2 separate regions of the Mus musculus genome follow, and region 2 is linked to region 1. Evidence: chromatin contacts called from public promoter capture Hi-C data. All regions are on one chromosome and are shown on one strand. Each heading gives the region's core, a stretch centred on a gene start, on an enhancer-like site or on the middle of the called end of the contact. The rest is flanking DNA. Distances are from core to core; before and after follow the strand shown. Region 1 holds the start of 1700041I07Rik (a long non-coding RNA gene). Region 2 holds the start of Mtif3 (mitochondrial translational initiation factor 3).

Region 1 (7,298 bases), core at 3,165-5,664:
AGTACAGAACTCAGCAGTTCATGAACCACACTGCACCAGGCTGTGAGAACAGTAATCTCCCGTAAGGAGCAGCCGCACACCAAGCTGAAGGTGTACTAGAGTGGCCAGTAGGGAACCGATTCTGGAGGCACGCTCACGACAGTCTGAAGACAGGCACTCTCTGAGCCAGGCCACAACACCAAGACAAACACATCACACTCATTTTCACACAAAGGCAGAACAGTGATCTGAATCAAGGCCTGATCTGAATCAAGATCTAAATTCAAAATATTGAAGACTTATTTGTAATCTATTTCACCCAATAAAGCTACTGCAGGTTTGCTCTGCACCTTATTTTGACAAGTGAAAAAATTATGTAAACTTCCATACTTAACAGAATAAAATTTCAATTCATCAAGTGTTTCTCTGTTTCTGACCTGCTGACGCATCCATTTCTGAGTCCCCTTCCCTCCACTGTTCCACAGCTTCACTCAGCCTTCCCTCCCTCTACTTCAAACTCACCTTGTGAGTAAATGAAGGCCTCTCTGCACTGTATGAAGATGTTAATGCTCCAATCAAATGGCATAAATAAATGGTAAGTTTTTCACTAAACCCCTCAGTCTAAACCTGGTGTAATGGTGCATGCCTGATATCTCAGTGACTGGAAAGTAGAGGCAGGAGAATCATGAGTTCAAGGCCAGCCACCACTACATACCAAATTCAAACTCAGCGTGACCTACAGAAGACCCTGTTTCAAAACTGCAGCAAAGGTGGAAATCAAGCAAACAAACAACCCCCCCACCATGAACTACTGAAAGGTAAGGGGGACCATAGACAGCACAGTACTCCCGAGATCACAAAAGTCCTGTGCAACTGTCTAAGGCAGGGTGTTGTTCAGGTCACGTGACCTGCTGAAGAGAGTTACTCGCTGGACAGTTCACATTCCAAGCAAAACAGAACCTACAAGCAGGCTGTTTCTCATTTTCACTTTCAATTCATTCTCAGAAGATGGACAGCAAGCTCCCTTACACTCAAAACTGCAAATCACTCTGATGCTCAGAACCTACTCCGGGAGGGTAGTAGGATTTATTCAAGTAAGAACACAGACACGCCCAATCTTAATAGCACCTTTCTAACAGTCTCACTCTGGCCAGGCATGGATGCCTATGCATTTGCCAAAAAGCATACACACACCATGTGCAATTACCGGACCCGGGCAGAAGCCCTAAGGAGAGTGAGCTTGGGAGTGGACATCAGCCTCTCTCTGGATAGAGAACCCTGGCAGGGCTCTGTCCTCTGCTGCTCTTTTCTGGGGTTGTTTTGTGGATGTTAGGTTTTTTGGGGGGTTGGGGGAAGTGGGGGGGGGTGTTTGTTTGGTTTGGAAACAGGGTTTCTCTGGCTGTCCTGGAACTCACTTTGTAGACCAGGCTGGCTTCAAACTCAGAGATCTGCTTGTCTCTGCCTTGAGAGTGCCACAACCCACCACGCCCTTTGTTGCTCTTATTTGATTGTGCTACATTATTACATACATGAGTATTGTCTCCCTCAAGTAGTAGTAAACACAAGAAAGTGGGCATTATCTTTGGTTAGGGAGGGTCAGTTCTTTTGACAGGAGGTCTTAGCTACACTTGCCTGGAAAGTGTGATCTTTCTACACCCAAAGTCCTGGGCTAGAAGCATGCCATAAAAAGCCCTGCTGTGGCAACTGTCTGGATCACTGCTGTAGCCCCAGTTCCAGTCAGCTGGTGCTAGATGGATACTTGACTAAACTGAGTGAATGAACAGACTACAGGAATCACACCACTCCTGAAACCTTCGACTTTGTCAATGAACCATGACCCCAAAATACACGGAGCTCAGCAATCTGGCAAAATTATCACTATGAAAGATTCGATTATCCCATGTGGCATGTCTAATTAGCACAACCAATCCCAGTAACTGTAAACACAGCCCCCTTCTCAACCCCAGGAAAGAAGAATTACCCACGTGGGAAAATGGAGCCTTCAGTGATTCCATAATCTTCCGACTTTTTTGATGCTGTGGATTTTAAGTCCACTTATTCCACCCCTTTTTTTAATACTGTTCCACAGAAAGTAGCACAGAGTCCACTTTTCCTACCTGATTCTCCACTCCTTACACACACACACACACACACTCACACACAACCACAGATCACTTGCAGGTGGAAGATGGTTTGGAGAATCTCCTAGATACAACCCAGAACACAAAAACGGAGATGAAGCAGGTGCAGGTCTTTGGTAAATAACTCCAGACCCACACTGCAAAGAGTAACTTTTTTCATTGATTCATAAATCACAATCTCTACGGCGAAGTTCATAAAGGAGGTAATGGATTTGCTTTATCACGTGGGAAGCCGTGGTGCTTCTGGCAATGCACAAAAACACGTTTGGAACCCACCCGCGCGCGTTTCGTTTTTTTCGGGGGAATCTGTGTACTTCAACCCCACACAGCGGTGTCTGCTCTATTAAAATAAACAAATGACAGGAAAGCGAATGCAGCTTTTCAAGATTAACACAGATTCCCAGAGACAAGGCTGCCATCTGGACGGACACAGGTTGGAAGCCGCAAGAGTTCCTATCGCTTCAGAGAGTTGAAAATAAGAAAACATTTCAACAGCACTCTTAAAAGTTTCCACCTTCACACGCCCCCTTCCCGAGCCAGGGCCTGGGGCTCCACCTAACCCGAGGAGGAACTCCGCCAGGACTTCCGTCTTCCAGTAGGATCGAGACCCTTCCTTCCTGCCGCAGACCCCCGCCCTGCCCCGCGCAGGGCCCCAAGGAAATGCCGCGTCCCTTCCCCTGGCACAATCCCCTCGCTTCCCGGTACCAGTCCCCAGTTTAAAGTCCCGGCTCCAGCCTCCAACCTCAGTCCACACCTCGAGTCCCCAAGTCCCCAACCCCAGTCTGCAGCCCTTACCCCCAACCCCGTCCCTGAGCCCCCAGGCCCTAGTCCCCAGCCACAGTCCCCGAGTCCCCGGTGCCCAGACCCAGAGCTCCCCGTCCTCAACTGCGACCCCGTGGTCAGGACCCAACCCCGAGCCCCGGTCGGTCCTATCCCCAGTGTCCCGGCCCCGCCTGCCGTGTCCAGCACGCCTTCCCCGCGGCCACTCGGCCCCGCGCCCGGTCCGCCCGCACACGACCAGGCCCGCGGGCGGCGCCTCGAAGGCGGGGACCGGCCCCCCGGGCCGCGCTGCCGCCGCACCTACCATGGTACAGATGGAGGCGAATTTGGAGACTGTCATTAGGATTTCCATCCGCCCGGCGCCATCTTCCAGACAGTCGCGGCGGGCGGGGGACGCGGGGAGCCGGGCCGCCCGCTCGCTCCGCAGCCCGCGGCCGCACCCGGAGCCGCCGCCGACCCACGCTTCTAGCCTGCTGGGCCGCCGCTGCCGTCGTCGCCGCGGGCGCTCAGGCTTCCTCCGGCCCAGCCCCCGCCCGCCGGCCGCCCGCCCGCCCCCGGCTCCGCCCCGGCGCACGGCGCAGCCGCCGCCTCAGGGCCCGCGCCTGCCCGGGAAGCCGCTCACAGCACACCCCGCCCAGCGCGCTGGGGAGAGAGCTCCGCGCAGGCCCTACCGCCCCGACGACCGGGCAGCGTCCTTCCGCCCCGCCCGCCTCCGGCGCCGCCACGCCCACCGCAGCTGTGCCACGCCCATGGTGCCCCGCCCTCCCACGGGGGGGGGGCGAGCTTGGGGAGGACGGCTCCACCCAGTGCGCGTTGGGGCGGGGCGAGACCCGTGCCGCGTTCCTCCTGCAGATGGGTCCTAGCGCCGACGTGAAGCACCTACCTTAGCTTGCAAGAGCGGGTCTTTAGGGGATCGAGCCTTTGCTCTGCGGCGTCTGTGACATCAAGCAGCCTTTAGAGCGACTGACAGTCAGTTGAAACAGAAGACGGAGACCATATCTGGGAAACTGGATGGGTTGGAAGGCAACCCCGCCAGAGTCCCAAGCACTTGGATGTTTTTCTGGGGTGAATCATCTGGGCCTAATTCCCTAAGAAAAGGCTAATTAGATAAAAAGACAAGATTTAACTCTATGAATTAGCAGTAGTGGGGGAGAAGAGGAAGGGGAGCCAATCCTGAAAAACAGTGGGATACCAACTTGGAATTTGTAACAGGGTGGTATGTCCCAAGTAAGAAGCCGAAGCCAATGTGTGAGGAGCACATAGACCGTGTTAGCTAGTGGATGAACGCTTCCTATTTTCTACCGGCAGAAAATTCATAAAACTTCATAAATTACTACTTTAAAAAGCCTGTGATTTGTTTTGATTGGTGATCTGAGGGTAGGACCTTTTCTGCCTTCCACCCAACTCCCCACCACACCGGGTCTGTGGAACTTGGGGCCTAAATTCCGACGAAAGCTCTAAAATCTGATAAGCCTCACTTCATAGTCCAAAGCATTCAAAAGACCGAGAATTTGAACAAAATTTAGTCGAGAAACAGATTTCTGGTACATGAATACTGTTTCCATAGCAATTCCATTGTAAGCGTTGGGGGAGGGGAACACCCACTGAATACAGCTAAGTATTCTGGCAGCTGCTTATTCTCCAGGTATCTACCTTCGTAGTGGCTAGGCCTCCCGCTTTTCTGTAGATACCACGGCAGGGGCTTGGACTCTGGTTTACACCAGTTCAGATCTATGCAATGTTTGTCGCGTTGCTCGCCACTCTAGACTCCACAAGCATAGAGCATGGTCGTACAACATCTATATTTTAAAGGTAAGGATGGGAGCTGGACATATGGCTTAGTTGGCGAAGTGTTTGTGTAGGTGTTCTGAGGTTTCATATCCTCAGCTGAAGTGCTAATCCTACTATGGTAAGGTCATCCTCAGCTATTTAATGAGTTCAAGACCAGCCTGGATCACTTGAGTCCTTGTCCCCAAAAAAATAAATGAATGAAAAGCCAGTCACAGGGAATTGTGACATGCACCTACAATCCCAGCATAGGAAACAGAGAAAGGTGAGTCTCTGTGAGTTCAAGGGCAGCCTGGACTAAATAGCAAATCTACAGATCAGCCAGATCTATGCAGGGAGACCTGGCCTCAAAAATAAATAAAAGAGAATAAACAGCACATGTATGAAATTGTCAAAAAGAAATTAGCAAAAGCCAATGAGTAATTAATTAAAATGTTGAGCAAATAAAACCCTCCAGCTGTCAGTGTGCCGCCTCAGAATTCCTGTCATAGGCTAGGTAGTCTGCTGGATAAGGTTTCATTTTTAAGCTTTATTATTTTTACTTTATGTGTATGGGTGTTTTGCTTGCTCACATGCGTACAGTGTCCGCGGAGGCCAGAAGAAGGCATCAGATCCTCCTGGAACTGGAGTTGTAGAAGGTTGTGAGACCAGATGGATGCTGGGAACCCTTTGAATGCTCTAAGCGTAAACCTTCCAATAACCCCAGAGATCCATCATGCCAGGCTTGTTTTCTAATTGAAGAAGTATAGCATTCATCATTGCACCCCTAGTGAGTGCAGGGCCTGGGTCTATACACACACAGCACAGGCTCTGTCCCTGAAATCTGACGTCTCTCCCTACCTCTCCCAATGAGTCAACCTCTTTGGTTGCATTAATAATGTGGTCTAGCTGTTCAGATAGTAGATGTCAATCAAAATAGCCATAGTTCTAACTCAAGTCTATGTTGGAAATTGTCTTAGGGTTTCCATTGCTCTGAAGAGACACCATGACCAAGGCAACATTCTTATAAAGGACAACATTTAATTGGGCCTGGCTTATACTTTCAGAGGTTCAGTCCATTGTCATCATGATAAAAAGCATGGCAGCATGCAAGCAGACATGGTGCTGGAGAAGGAGCTGAGAGTTCTATATCTTCATCTGAAGACAGCCTGGAGGGAAATCTCCACACTGGGTGGAGCTTGAGCACTAGGAGACCTCAAAACCCGCCTACACAGGGCCACACCACCTCCAAGAAGGCCACACCTCCTCATAGTGCCACTTACCATAGGCCAAGCATATTCAACTCGCCACAGGAATGGAACCCAGGACCTAATTTAGGCTTAGACAAGTGTTAAACCACTGAGTTACACTCCCAGTGCAATGGCTTTTCAAAGCTCACTCACTACTAATCCAGCAAATAAAGTTGAGCATCTGTACAATAAACGTAGGTCTTATATAGGCTGCTCCAGATAAAGTGTAGTCCATAGGTCTAAATACTTGTATGTATTTATTTCACCCTGTCACTGTCTTCAGACACACCAGAAGAGAGCATCTGATCCCATTACAGATGGTTATGAGCCACCATGTGGTTGCTGGGAATTGAATGCAAGACCTCTAGTAGAGCAGTCAGTGTTCTTAACCATTGAGCCATCTCTGCAGCTCCCATGTTGGTATTTAAACACAGATTTAAAGAGGGGGTTAGAAGGGTAAGATGTAGTTCAGGGGAAGAGCATATATTTAGCAAGAGGTCTTGGGTTCAGTCTCCAGCATCAACAAAATAAAACAACCACAACTTAACTAAAAGAAGAGGCTTATCAGCCTCTACTTAAAACTGAAACAATGGTTTCATTCATTCGGATAGATAGATAGATAGATAGATAGATAGATAGATAGATAGATAACACCATCAAGTTTCTGTCACAGATTGCAAGGGGAAGGCTACTTGTCCTGGTACTCAGCAGGGATTGCCTCCTCGTCCCTGCTGGTTCTTCCCTGAACCCAGAAACACCCCACCATACATATGCCTCACCCCACACCTCACACCCCACCCTATCCCCCACCTCCACTCCAGTCATGCGGAGCAGAATACAGAAGCAGCTGGCTGCAATGTGCTCTCCACGGGACAGCAGCTCTTTCACAACAACGGCGTCTAGACTACATTGTCTAGATTCTTTTCTGTTTGTGACACTACATCTTCTGCAGATGTTCCTGACGGCTGAGTCCACCACAGGGAGTGATGAAGACGTCAAAGGCAACAAGAGGGTGCGGGAGATGTGTGCCTTTACCTCTGGTTGGTCCCGCTGAGAGCTCTCTAGCTTCTGCCTGCCTGTTCTGTTCCATCCACAGCAATGAGCTGTTGCTGCTCGCCTGCAGGACGCCTAACCACATCCAGTTGACCCCCTTATCTCTGACCTCTGGAAACTTGTTTCCCTCTTCTCCAACCTGCCCCTCATCTTCCTCATACCCTCTGGGTAGCTCTCCATGGAGTCTGAAGACTTTACTGGCTCCAGAAAGGATGTCCTGGGCCAGTACCAACATCCTTGGTGACGCTGGTACTCCTCGTTGCTCCTCATCAGCCATAGTGGATAGCAACAAAGCCAGAAGTGAATCTCCCAGTGACTTCTGGGAGAT
Region 2 (7,298 bases), core at 3,026-5,525, 170 kb after region 1:
CATCTATTTTCTCCTAGATCCTATAGTGCCAGCTCCAAAAGCTAAGTTCATCTGGGGGTTTGTGAGGATGCAGTAGAAATGCCATGTCAGGGGCTGCAGAGATGGCCCAGAGGTTAAGAGTCCTCTGCTCTTCCAAAGGACTAGATTCCCAGCACCCACATGGTATCCACATAGTTCCAAGGGATCTGACATGCATTAGATCCTAGCCTCTGAGGGGACTGCACGCATGTGGTGCACAGATAATACACGCATGGGGTAAGCACTTGTAAAATATAAGAAATAAAACAACTGAGTGATTCTTGGACTTTTAACAAAATGCTTCCTTACCACAACAAAACAATAAAAAGTGTTTCTCTCATTTCTCCCTGTGCTTCTTGTCCACACCTTTAATCCCAGCACTCTGAAAAGGCAGGGGTGTGGAGGGAACTCTGTGATTTCCCGGCCAGCCTGGTCTACAGAGTGAGGCCTATCTCAGATGAAAAAAAAAAAACCCACAAATTCATAATTATTATTTACTATTCAGAATTCCTTATTTGGGGCCTCAGGATTTGGGTCAGTGGTAGAGAATCTGCCTAATGTACAAGGCCCTTGGTTTAATCCTCAGAGCAACAATCTTGGAAAATCTTTCTATAGAAGAGAGTGAGACAAACAGCATGTGTTGAGACTGGTTTCATCTTCTAGTCACAGGTCCAAAGTGGACAGCAAGCCACCAGCAACCACCAGGGTGCCCAATCTTCTGTCTCATGATTCTAGGCCAGCCCTGACTGACAGTGCCTCCTCTATCAGATACCTGGTCTCCAGGTCTCCCCGAGAGTATTTTGTTTTGCTTGCTGGTCATACTTCATTTACAGTTTGGCAGCATGAAGGGGCTTAGTCCAGCCAGTTGTATAATTTAAACATTAAGGAAAATGGCTGTAATTCCCTTCCACACGCTGAATATATATGCAAACATCTATTAGGATGATAACTGCCACTGTGTGTCACCGCCACACCCCAGCTCCATGGAAAACTGGTAAATTGGTAATTAAACAGAAAGAGCTGAGCGTTTACTCTGTCTTTTAAGGGAAAACTGTGCCCATCTCTGTGGATGAGGAAGAGCTCTCCTTCCTAGCATGGAGATGATGATTATGGTAATAATAATAGCAATAATAACCACCACCACCATTTTGGAACAAAGGAAAATGGCTCATTTAGTCAATAGTCAAACACCTTTAGGTACAAGGCTGATGCCACAAGGTCACCCACACACTGTGCCCAGATTAAATACGTATGAACACTTTGCTGAGGAGGACGCTGGCTGTCACCGTCATGGCCAACGGTCAGAGTGGCACTGCCACCAGAGGAAAAGCATGACACCCCGGGCATGCCTCCTGATCCGAAGCTGCTGCAAATACGCAGAGCTTTCCACAACACAGCCTCGCCCTGAGGTAATCCAAACTGGCTCGCTTCTCCACCCAGCTTCCAGAATAAGGCTGGACCCAGAGAGCAATGACCTGGAGGATGCCACAGGGAAGGGATCTCACAAACCCAGACTCTGAGACAACACACTAGCTTGGTGAGGATGAAAAGGGGAGATGGGCTGGCTTTGAATAAAAAGCTAGGGAAATTACAAAGTGTAATGTTTGAAAAAAATCCTCCGAGAGATACCCTGGGAAACAGGAACGCAGATTAGTTATTGGGAACTTGCAAAAAGTACCAACAGCTTGCTCAGTGTGAGAATAAAACTCTCGGGAGACAAGCCCTGACGTATTTAGGATCATGACACGTGTCCTTCTGAAATGGCTCGGCTGGAAATGGGAGTTACAAAGTGCGATTATGGCGACATTTGCCGAATCTGAACATGGGTGTCAGTTAGCTCATCTTCCCATTCTTTGCTTTGTTCAAGTGATTTTTGTAATTAATGTGTAAAGAAAACAAAGAAACAGGAATTGATGCCCGGAAGAAGTAGTAGCTCAGTGGTCATGTCCCTGCGATGAATCCAGCCTGCAGTGTCCATGTGTCATCCTACTGAACTGAACGGCCACACTGGCTCTGTGCATTATCCTGGCTGGTGCTTTGTCAACCTCACACAAGCTAGAGTCACCTGGCAAGTCAGTGGAGCGTTCTCCTGAGTAATGACTACTGTAGTAGGAGATCCAACCCGCTGTGGGCACTACCCTTCCTGGGTGGTGTGAAAAAGCAGGCTGAGAGGCCACGGGGAGCCAGCCAGTGAGCAGTGTTCCTCTGTGGTCTTGTTTTGGTTTCTGCCTCCAGGTTCCTGCCCTGACTTCCCTCAGTGGTGAACTATGATTTGGACCAGCTAGCCCAATCAACCCTTTCCTCTCCAAGTAGTCTGCTTTTTTGCTATGGTAGTTCTCGAAGCAATAGAAAGCAAACTGGGCACACATATTACTATGTACCTACACACATACATACCATTAGCTTCACAGCCTGTGTGTAAAAGAACCACAAGTAAGGGTTTTACAAATGTAAAATTCTGAAGACTTCTGTAACACTAATCTACTTATTTCTCTAGTTTTGGTCAAACCAAAATCTCCAAGGTTCTCACTGTCTCAAACGGCAATGAGTGCCAAGTACAGCTCACACATGTTTTGATAATTCAAGGCCCCAGCAGAATATCAACTGCAACGTTTTATGGTTCCCACCGTCTTCTGCTCTTAAAACTTTTAATACAGGCAGGCAGTGGTGGCGCACACCTTTAATCCCAGCACTCGGGAGGCAGAGGCAGGTGGATTTCTGAGTTCAAGGGCAGTTTGGTCTACAGAGTTCCAGGACAGGAGGGCTACACAGAGAAACCCTGACTCGAAAAAAAACAAAAACAAAAAACAAACAAACAAAAAAACCTTTCAATACTTTTCTGCTAACATTCTTCAGTATGAACCCAATTAGAGTATCTCTAAGCTGTAATGTATTACAATGTTTTATTTTTAAAATTGCTACTTGAGTTCCAAACTTGAGTTTCCTAATACAATATCAACAACAACAGTAATAATAAATAATAAATTATGGCTTGTGATTAGTACGGGAGTTCCAATAATTTCTAAAGTGAGCCTAAACACACTAACACTATTCATCAGTGCAGCCTTCACAACACTAAAAATTATGAAACTGTATCAGTTAACTCGGAAACGTGTTGACTATGCTCACAGCCTACACTATCTAATACTAAGCAAAGATTCAGGGCCAGCCAGATGGCTCAGTGGGTAAGGGTGCTTGTGTGTCTGTCTGCCTGTCTGTCTGATGTGTCTGGGCACCCATGCCATGGTGCCAGTGTGGAGGTCAAAGGACAACCTTGTGGACTGAGTTTTCTCCTTCCACCTTTAGGTTCCAGACACTGAACTCTGCCTTGCCTACTGAGCAGCTCTTCAACCTAATGATACTGATTTCTTTTTTCTTTCCTTCTCTCTGAGACAGGATCTCACTATGGAGACCAGGCTGGCCTCCAATTCACAGATCAGCCTGCCTCTGCCTCTGCCTCCGAGGGATAAGGCTTTATTCCTGACGGGATATGGCCTGACGGGAGCTTATTTCTACCACTTATTTCTTTACTTTTTTTCTGAATCGTTACACTTCATAATCACAAGCTCACATTGACATATTGAGGGCTTATATTCACTCCCGAAGGAAAGGATGGGTTCTAGTAGAATCCATATTTTGCGAAAATGACGTTGGCTTCATCCTATGACTGAATTCTCTCACCTTCAATTCCGGAAGGAATTTCAAAAGTCCTGACACGGCGAGCGGTGCACGCCTTTAATCCCAGCACTTCGGAGGTAGAGGCAGGAGGATTTCTATAGGTTTGAGGTCAGACTGGTCTACCGAGTGCGTTTCAGGACAGCCAGAGATAAATAGTGAGACCCTGTTGCAAAAACATCAAAAATTAAAGGAAAAAAAAATCCCAAAACGCTCACAAGGGGTCCGCAGCAGACACGCCCACCAGGACGCCATGCCACCAGGATGCCAGTTGTCCTACGCCCCCACCTTGCCCCCCAAATCCGTGGAAGGAGCGTGCGCGCGCACACAAACAGCGAAACTGGCTAGGCTGGCGAGCAAGTGATTATTGGCAGCTCGGCAACTGGTCTCGACTCCGAAGGCTGGTGCTGCCGCCACCCCACGTCCACGGAGGGCTCTCTGCACAGAATGTTCCCAGGACATGCATTCCCACCTCAGCCCCGTCGCCAAGCCCTCACCTCAGCGTTACCTGGGCCGGGGTAGGCGAGCAGGAAGAACTAGCAGGTCCGTACCTGGACTCCGCCGGAGCACCGCGTCGGCTTCCGTAGCAGGCGGAACTTCCTGAGTCCCTTAAAGGGAGGGTGCAGCTGCGGCCTGCGGATTCCACTAATGGAATAAAGCCCTCCGACAAAAAAAAAAAAAAAAAAAAAAAAAAAAAAAAGAATCGTGCAGCAGGCCTGAGTGAAACTGAGAGATTTGCTACTAACCTGCTGCTCCAAAGGCCAAGTGAACGCTAAAATATAGAGTCCCTGGAACAGTCACTGCATCGCTTCCGCCAGTTACATTAATAATGTTGAATAATGCCTTCTACAGTGCTAGACAACTGCAGGGCGGTGTTAAACTATTGCCACCTGCGGATCTGGTTTAGTGGAAGCTCTAGCTGGGTAGCAGGGTGCAACCCTCGCTCTCAAGATTGCTCTCTTCTGAGAAAAAGAGATGGATTCAGGTTCGATTACTGTCAGAACTGGGAGAAATCATAACAGACCACCCACATGTGGGATGATTGACCGCATTGGCCAGAGTCAGGCAAGAGGATGGTCAGAAACTTCGAGCCCCTGGGTGTTGCACTTTCAGGCTATTGGGGCCCTGCACCCTTGTTACCAAGCTGTTGACTGTCCCCTACTTTGGCGTTAAGTCCCTGCTTTTCCCCATTCTTCAACAGGGAACTCCTTAGAGAAGCCGCTGAATGTCCCTCATTTACAGACTACGTGTCTATAACATATAATTTATACATCTTGTCTTGTTTAATCCTCACCAAATAACTCAATCAGGGTAATATCTGATTGCAACTATTACTGGTACATCAAAATACCATCCTTTTATTGCAGGTGAGGAACCTGGGTCATCCTTAAATAGCTTTAGAGCCGCATCCAAGTCTCCCTTTCTTCATCAGATCACAGCCTCTGGCCCATGAGCCTTGTATCTGTGACAGGCAAAAGCTGAAGCAATTCTTTATGATCCAAAGGCCAGGGCTGGGCTCTGCATGTCAGCCATTCCTAAGTGAAATGAAGAATTACAGATACTTTTTATTCTGCCAGCATTAGTCCTCCATGGGACGATAGAAGCATAGTTGTGCAAATAAAGTGTGGAGACCACCTCTTGGATAGACAGGTCCATAACAGTTGTAAGTGCTCACATTTGTGATAAAGTTTCCATAAGCACCACAGTTCTAAACACTTAGCCTGTATTGAGTTAGTTTAATCCTCAAGACACCCTCATGATACACTGCCATCACTACCCATTTTTAAAAAGATTTATTTATTCATTATATATAAGTACACTTCAGACACCCCAAAAGAGGGCATCAGATCTCATTACGGATGGTTGTGAACCATCATGTGGTTGCTGGGATTTGAACTCAGGACCTTCGGAAGAACAGTGCTCTTAACCGCTGAGCCATCATCTCTCCAGCCCCATCATTGCCCATTTTATAGATGAGGAGACTGAACATGGAGAAGATACATGACTCGTCCCATCATTACACCCTGATCAGAATCAAGAATGTAAAAAGAAGTCTGGAGGGATAGCTCAGTGGAGGGATGATAGCTCAGTGGAGGGATGATAGCTCAGTGGAGGGATGATAGTTCAGTGGTTAAGAGGGTGTTGCTCTTTCAGAGAGGCTGGATCCTGTTCCCAGCATGCAGAACTGCCTGTAACTCCAGTTCCAAGAACCCCAGTGGCCTCTTACTACCTAAAAGGTGCTTGCACGCACATGGTGTACACACAGAGATATGGGCACACGTATACATACATAAACATAAATAAAAATGATTTTAAGAAGATTTTTAAAGAGAATGAAGGGGACTGGGGAAATAATTCAGTGACAATGACCAAGAACTCTTATAAGCTACAAGGTTTCATTGGGGCTGCCTTACAGGTTCAGAGGTTCAGTCCGTTATCATCATGGCAGGAAGCACGGCAGCCTGCAGGCAAGCATGGCCCTGGAGAAGGAGCTGAGGGTTCTACATCTTGATCTGAAGGCAAACAGGAGACGACAAGCTTCCTGGCCACTAGGACCAGGGTCTTAAAGTCCACACCTACATTGACATACTTCATCCAACAAGGCCACACTTCCAAATAGTGCCACTCCCTGGGCCAAGCATATTCAACCCACCACCCAGACTGTTTGTTTTATGTATTTCTTATGTAAGTGTAGGGCCTAGTACCTGCTAGCACTGAGTTAAATCCCCAACCCCAGAGCAAGAATACTTACTTAGCATGAGCAAGGCCCAGCTTCTACCCTCAGTACTGAAAAATAAGAGGGGGGGGGGGGAGAAAGAGAAAAAGGAAACCTGACCCAGTCTGGTGTTACAACCCTCTACTTGGTTAATGTCCTTCCGCCAAAGCAGTGACTGAGGAAGAGACGCTGCCCCTGAAAACGTGCAGTAAGCTGGATGAAAGGAATGTGTTACACCTAATAGACACCAACGATGCACTTAACAGATGAACAAAGGATTTAGCCTTTGATAAGGTTGTGGTTCAAGAAATTTAATCAGACAGACATTCTTGGCAACTGCAGCTTCCTGCCCAGCATCTTGTTTTAGCCTTGTTTTTTCACATCCTGAACTCTGCTCTAGCCACGGTGAAATGGGAGATGGCCTATTTTAAGCAACCATTAGGAACGTTGGGTTCAGCTTGGCTATGACAGGATTCAGAGACTCTTGAATAAAGACAGTAGGTAAAACAAGCAACCTGCCCCCAAGACTGCCTTGCTGCATTCATCCTCCTATTTGCCAAGGCACAGTTTCTGCTTGTCGGTCATAAAAGGACAGATATTAAGATTTCCTGGTCCCATTGCTGCCTCTGTTACGTTTGTCTCTTGTGCTCCCATAAAAAGCCCTGTCAGAATGTAATGTTTAATTAAGTCAGCAGATCTGTAAGTCCATGGTATTTTCTCCAAAATTCACTTCTACTAAGAAGGTCTCCATGGAAACAATCTTTCAGAAATTCTCTCTCAAATTAATTTCAGAACAAGTGGTCCTCACACATCTAAGAGGGAGATGCTGAAGTCCACAGTGAGCCTGCCAGTGAGTCCAACCTCCCAAAGGAGCAGCGAGGTCAGTCAG

What was found. Capture Hi-C pulls out chosen DNA fragments and counts their contacts.
Region 2: a contact with region 1 is called in a promoter capture Hi-C map of liver. The contact joins the promoter of Mtif3 here to the promoter of 1700041I07Rik in region 1. A contact is called at or near these places in 7 of 39 promoter capture datasets (embryonic stem cells, hematopoietic stem and progenitor cells, hippocampal neurons and 4 more), 10 of 484 Hi-C or Micro-C datasets (CD4 T cells, CD8 T cells, embryonic stem cells and 6 more), 3 of 115 datasets of contacts at active chromatin or transcription factors (embryonic stem cells, memory CD8 T cells and thymic regulatory T cells) and 2 of 9 other capture datasets (adipose tissue and liver).

Annotation. Positions count from the first base shown.
Region 1 is chr5:146,791,411-146,798,708 of GRCm38.p6, forward strand. 1700041I07Rik (a long non-coding RNA gene) reads left to right here and starts at 4,415. Exons shown (of 2, transcript XR_377208.4): 1 at 4,415-4,712. Usp12 (ubiquitin specific peptidase 12) reads right to left here and starts at 3,546. Exons shown (of 9, transcript NM_011669.3): 1 at 3,205-3,546. The coding sequence starts at 3,252.
Region 2 is chr5:146,959,522-146,966,819 of GRCm38.p6, forward strand. Mtif3 (mitochondrial translational initiation factor 3) reads right to left here and starts at 4,276. Exons shown (of 4, transcript NM_001256102.1): 1 at 4,202-4,276.